2 separate regions of the Rattus norvegicus genome follow, and region 1 is linked to region 2. Evidence: chromatin contacts called from public Hi-C data. All regions are on one chromosome and are shown on one strand. The core of a region is the stretch at or near the end of the contact, and the rest is flanking DNA. Distances in the headings are between cores, read along the strand shown. Region 1 has its middle 21 kb from the start of Kalrn. Region 2 overlaps Ccdc14 (coiled-coil domain containing 14).

Region 1 (2,868 bases), core at 88-2,587, 160 kb after region 2:
AAGTCGAATAGGTAGCTGGGATAGGCCTCGAAGGAACTTGGAGACAAAAGACGTGAGGTCTCAACTCTCTGCTGCTCGTCTAAGATAGAGAAGGAACAGCGTCTTAATATAAAGACACAGGCAAATCCACTCTTGTAATTGTGTTTGAATCCTTGGTTAGTAGCATCCTATTGAGTTTCCTGGGGACATCTTGGTGTATAAAATCAGAGTGCCATGAACGGGATGGGTACTGTCTGTGAAGGAAGAAAAGCTACCCATGGTGGGCCTTACTGATGGACAGTCTCCCTGACAGTTTTCATTGGCTCCCATTTCCCGGCCTATGTAGGTTCTATGGCTCATGATCACAGGCCGAGGGAACGGAGTCATCTGGAGAGGAGACTTTAGGAACTGTGATTTTGAGGGGAGGCCATCACACTGAAACCCAGCTGCCTCTTCCATTGGCTCTTGGAGGACAAAGCAACAGTCCTGTCCTCTCAAGTCTGGAGGAGAGCGACCTGTAGCTCCCACTCTTTGTCTTTCTACACATCTCAGGGTTCGTCTCATGGTAGCAACCTCCGCTGATCACTAATTAGGGGCAGTTTTAGCTTATTACCCAACCCTTTTTTTTTACTTGAGGTTGAATGTGGTCTATATTGTAGATCAGAGCGGGTTGATAGGGCTCATATTACCTTTTAAATATATAATTTCTTCTTTTCTTTCATCTCCTTTTTATCCCCCCTCCCCTTAGTATCTCTTGCTGCTTCTGGTCTCAATTACCAGAATTCGAAGGTCAGTTACCTTAAAAAAAATTCATGAATATTAAACTTGAAAAAGTTTTTATTATAGCACTTTGTTAGCAATTTCCTAAAAGTACACGTGAATGACTGTCCCCACTGATTCTAATTCACATGTGTGTTTACTCTTTCAAGAACTCATGTTGTATCGCATGTTTTGTCCTCATAAACATCATGCTATCGGTTCAGCCTGTGGGTCTCGAACCCTTGGAGACACAAGACCCTTTTACAGGGGTCACCTGAGACTACCAGAAAACAGGTGTACTTACATAGCGATTCATAACAGTAGCGAAATTACAGTTATGAAGTAGCAACGGAATTAATTTTCGTGTTTGGGGGTCACCACAACATGAGGAACTGTATTAATGGGTCGCAGCAGTGTTAGGAAGGTTGGGAGCCACAGCTCCATGTGCTCACACGCTTAGTAGGTCTCTTCCGAGTACCTTCTCTGCCTACTTGCCTGTATGAAGACGAGGCCTCACTCCCTTCCTTTCTTATGAATGAGCTGTATGGGCGCACTGCCAGCAGCGAGCGTGAGTGACTTTGTAATCAGAGGTTACACATTTTGGGCATCAGCTCTGCAATTTCACCCTTGAATTCCTTCAGGACTCAGGCAGACGCCATATGGTCCTGGTGACTTATTTACAGCTCACTTGTCAGTCAGGTGCTGTACTGGTTACAGGCTCAACACCGGCGTCTCTCTCCTCTAATGTGGAGGGTAAGCTGAGAGGGACCCTTCATTCTCTAGGAATGACGCTTGTCCCAGAGCGTCACCAACCAGCTCTGCCCCATCATCTATCTCCCTTTGATAGAATAAAAAGGTCCCTGTATGGCATTGGGCACCCTTAGTTTTAGCTTTGGCCTGGTTAATTTCCTGGGCTGTTGTTCCATTTTTACATGTCATTTCTTCCTCCTCTGTCTCTTTGAAATGTCTACCTAGTCACACGGGGATGCTTTTCCCTTTGAGGGTCTGCTATTTTAGGCCTTGGCCTAACCCCACCTATCCTAAAATTCTGTATTTTAAAATAGCCTCCAGGTTACTGTGGAGTTATGACATTATCAACTTTTCCTTTTCAATTTCTGCTTTCCAACATCTCCATCTGTCTCTCTCTGAAGCTTGACATTTGGGTTTAGGGTGCAGCTTGAGAAAGGTCTTGGGGTTAGGAACAGGACAAGCCAAGGGAAGGAGCATCATACGTTCCCCCACAGGTCCTCTGATGATGCAAAGGGGTGCTAAATGTGCTGTCTGGGTCAGTGTGAGCTCAGCTATGAGCATTGTCCTCTGGTAGGCTGTGTAGCTAGGATGTCCCAAGCTGCCAGTCCTGCGTTGTACCTCTCTCTCTGTGTAGCATCATCTACACGCAGGGTTCCTTCTAGTACCTCTACTCTCAAAGAGCCACAGAAGCGAGCATTTGGGCATTCTGACCCGACATGCTTCCTGGGTTAGGTCAAAATTCTGCAGAACAGACTCAGAGAGTGGCTTTAGTGGCATGGGAAAAGCTAACCGGAGTCTCAAGGATAATTAGTCTAGATTTCATTGGAGATCTCCACACTGCGCCTGAGTGAGGAGACAAGGACCTTGTGAAGCGAGGGCAGTGGGGTTGGGGAAGGGGTGGAGCTCTTTTCCAGGCTGAAGCTGACACCGATCAGAATCACTTCCTGCTCCTCGCAGCAAGTGCCTGCCCAGGGTTGTTAAGCTAATTGTTAAATTAGAGTGGCTCGGGGAACAAATTGCTTCATGATGGGGTTTCTCTGACTGTGTCCAAGGCTGATGTCATCTGGCCTTGTGCCTCCTTGGTGGGGTGTATGTTGGAGGCTGGGGGGCAGGCCTGACACACTTGTGAGTGAATCTTCATCAGTTGCAGCGGAAGCCTGCAGCTCCTCTGAGCAGCCCACATCCCCTGTTGTGGAGAACACAGTCAGTCCTCTGTACTTCCCCATTCCCGAGCCTTGCATTGCTGGTGTTTTAAATGATCTTCTCCAGGGTCTGGGAACACAGATGTCTGTTGGGGACAGACCACAAGTGCACTGATTAAAATGGCCCATGATGGCTGGCTGGTGGTGGTAATGGTGGTGGTAGTGCATGCCTTTAATC
Region 2 (2,874 bases), core at 162-2,661:
CAATAGTTTTTATTTTTTATTCTTTGGCCAACGTTTCAATGACTTCTTTCCTTTAGCCAAGGCTTCTTCATAGTTCAACAGAACTAAAGAAGGTCCCTCACGAGGCTGCTGGGATTAGAATGAGATGCTATCATCCAAAACTCACTCGCATTCCTCATCTGAAATGGAGGCAATCACAAGAGTGCCGTGAGACTCAGGAAAAGCCACCTAAGAGAGTACAGCACAGTGCTGGGCCAAGGGGGCACTCAGGACACCTGACACTGTACCACTGCTGCCACTGCTGCTGCCGTGATTGAAGATTTGGGTGAAAGAAAAGAAAGGGCCAGGTGTGGTGGTTCCTATCTTTATTCCCAGGACTTGGTGGTTTTCTGTGAGTTCAAGTCCAGCCTGACCTACAAAGCAAGATTCAGGCTAGCCAGAGCTATACAGTGAGTGCCTATGTCAAAAAAATAAACAAAACAAAAACAAACGAACAAAAAACTGCCTAATTTGAAAATCTTAACACAGGAATTTTAATACTTAACCTATGGCTTAACTGTGCAGTATTTACAAGGATTTTAGAAATCTGTGTATGTGTTAGCCTATAAATGGCAGCTATTCCATTAGTTCCATAATCAACTACTGTGCTTTCTTTCATTTTTTTTAAAGAATTATTTATTTTATTTATGAGTACACTGTAGCTGTTTTCAGACACACCAGAGGAGGGCATCGGATCCCATTACAGATGGTTGTGAGCCACCATGTGGTTGCTGGGAATTGAACTCAGGACCTCTGGAAGAGCGGCCAGTGCTGTTAACCGCTGAGCCATCTCTCCCGCCCGTGCTTTCTAAGGTGACATAGACTGATCTGTAATTCATTCCAAGCAAACTCCATACTTCAAAACACGTGCAGGCACGCAAGCATGCACCCCAAAACAGTAATTTGGCTCAAAGATCTTTTCCTTGATTTAAGAGAAAAATAGTAAACATAAACTAAGAACTAGTAAGTGGTTTGTGTTGTTACACAAGTTGGAATATGTTGAACAAAGTAACAGCTAGTTATTAAACAACAGAAGTAAATCGACATCTTTGTTAAACAAAAAAGTCATCCTGGGAGGAAGAAGAGGGATCCAACAGTAGCAGCAGCTGCAGGGTAAGCTGGAAGTAATCCACATGAAACCGTGTCGCAAGAAAGAAACAAAAGCCTTAAAACCTAGGACGACAACAGAACTCTTCCTTACGGGGTCAAGACACAGTTCTGTGACACACTCTGGACACTGCTGCTCAGTCAGTGACACCCGAATGACATTTAGAAACCACCACACTGCTATCAAGCAGTGCAGACGACAGAAGAACCATCAAGTGCTTGGCTACCTTGTTCTTCGGTCAGGGCCTTGAGCTCTCCCAGCAAGCACTTGGCAATTCTGACTTTCTCAGCAGTCTGGCTCACGTTTTCTGCCTGCTGCACATTCTTGGCGAGCTTTGCATCTTGCTCATGGATGCTTAAATACTTTCCTTCATTTGTGGCCTCTCCAATTTGTTCTCTGGCACATTTCTCTTCATTAGTGGCCAAGAAGACTGGCGGTAAGTGAGAGGGACTTGGGTGTGCCTGACTGTCCGAGAGAGCGTCTTTTCCATGAGCTGGAAACAGAGACACGTGTGTTTGGAAACGCTTCGGTAGCTCTGCTTCCTTAGGAGCTCTCTGTTGTGGCAGAACCCAACTCCCAAGATTCAGCTGCTGAATCTTTGAAGCAGCGGCACCATCAGAGTGGGGAGGGCCATGTGCAACTCCAGGATGGATGCTGGATAAAGTCCTGGGAGCATCACGGTGCCGCACAGGGGTTGTCTGACCCTGTGAGTCAAACTGGTTATCATCATCAGTCTGAACTTCCTAAAGCAGGAAAAGAGTAAGCCTTCAAAGGTATGAACAGATATTTCTAAGACTATAAAAACACGAATGAATTAATATTAGAACATAATTTGCTATGACTACAAACCAAGTTTGGATATTTTCAGCTTACAAGCAAGCTGGTCCTTTTCACTACACAACAAAGACTAGTTTTTCAGAGCTTAAGTAGATCACTCTGCAATGTGGGAACATTAGGCCGTGATGAAAATAGACTGTTTACAAATACCACACATGCTCTAAATACACCAGAAATTAGTCCACATTTGGACTCCAACAAACATTTTCATTTTGAGAAACATTTTAAGAAGCAAGCTCAGGGGGTTGGGGATTTAGCTCAGTTATAGAGCGCTTGCCTAGCAAGCGCAAGGTCCTGGGTTCGGTCCTCAGCTCCGGAAAAAAAAAAAAAAAAAAAAAAGCAGCAAGCTCAGAGGCTAGAAGGATGGCTCATTTGTTAGGACTTGTTACTCCTGCAGAGGACCTGGGTTCAGCTCCCAGCACCTACATGGCTGCTCACAAGTCCAGTTTCTGGGGATCCAATGATGTCATGCATGTGTGCACAGGCATATATGCAGGCAAAATCCCCACACAAAACCAAAGTATTTTATTTAAAAACCACACAGAGATTTGATAAAAATATATTCAGCTAGGGATGGAGCCCAGGGGTAGTATGTGTGGGGTGCTGGGTTCAATTTTTAGGACCACAGAAATAAAAATGTATGTGTATATATAAAGTGTATATGAATATTATAGTAATAAAACTAGCTGTTAGTTCAAAGTCAAATCAGAGACTGGTGGTTTTACTATACAACTTAGCTCAGACATATTTGTCTTTAGAGAGAAATACTCACAAAGTACAGCTAACCATATAAAAGGCATAAATCAAGAAAACAGTCATACATACTATTGTATTAAGTGAAAAAGCAGCATATAACGGTGTATAACAAAGCTCTTATTTTAGAGAAAAAGTATTTACGAACAGAGAAGAAA

The links. Hi-C and Micro-C count contacts between places; a contact is called where the count stands out from the background.
Region 1: a Hi-C map of the A7r5 cell line shows a contact between it and region 2, with 5 times the contacts expected there. The contact joins two enhancer-like sites. A contact is called at or near these places in 9 of 12 Hi-C or Micro-C datasets (the A7r5 cell line, the Rat2 cell line, Schwann cells and 6 more).

Annotation. Positions count from the first base shown.
Region 1 is chr11:79,738,219-79,741,086 of GRCr8, forward strand. It overlaps a transcript of Kalrn not described here. Among named protein-coding and RNA genes, the nearest start is that of Kalrn, 21 kb to the right of the region's middle. Within about 2 kb of position 1,338, at least 9 of the 93 cell types and tissues checked have an H3K27ac peak or open chromatin away from gene starts, as enhancers often do. A contact at or near this core is called in the A7r5 cell line, where this site is marked.
Region 2 is chr11:79,576,005-79,578,878 of GRCr8, forward strand. It overlaps Ccdc14 (coiled-coil domain containing 14), which reads right to left. Exons shown (of 13, transcript NM_001427244.1): 8 at 1,353-1,869. Among named protein-coding and RNA genes, the nearest start is that of Ccdc14, 16 kb to the right of the region's middle. Within about 2 kb of position 1,412, at least 18 of the 93 cell types and tissues checked have an H3K27ac peak or open chromatin away from gene starts, as enhancers often do. A contact at or near this core is called in the A7r5 cell line, where this site is marked.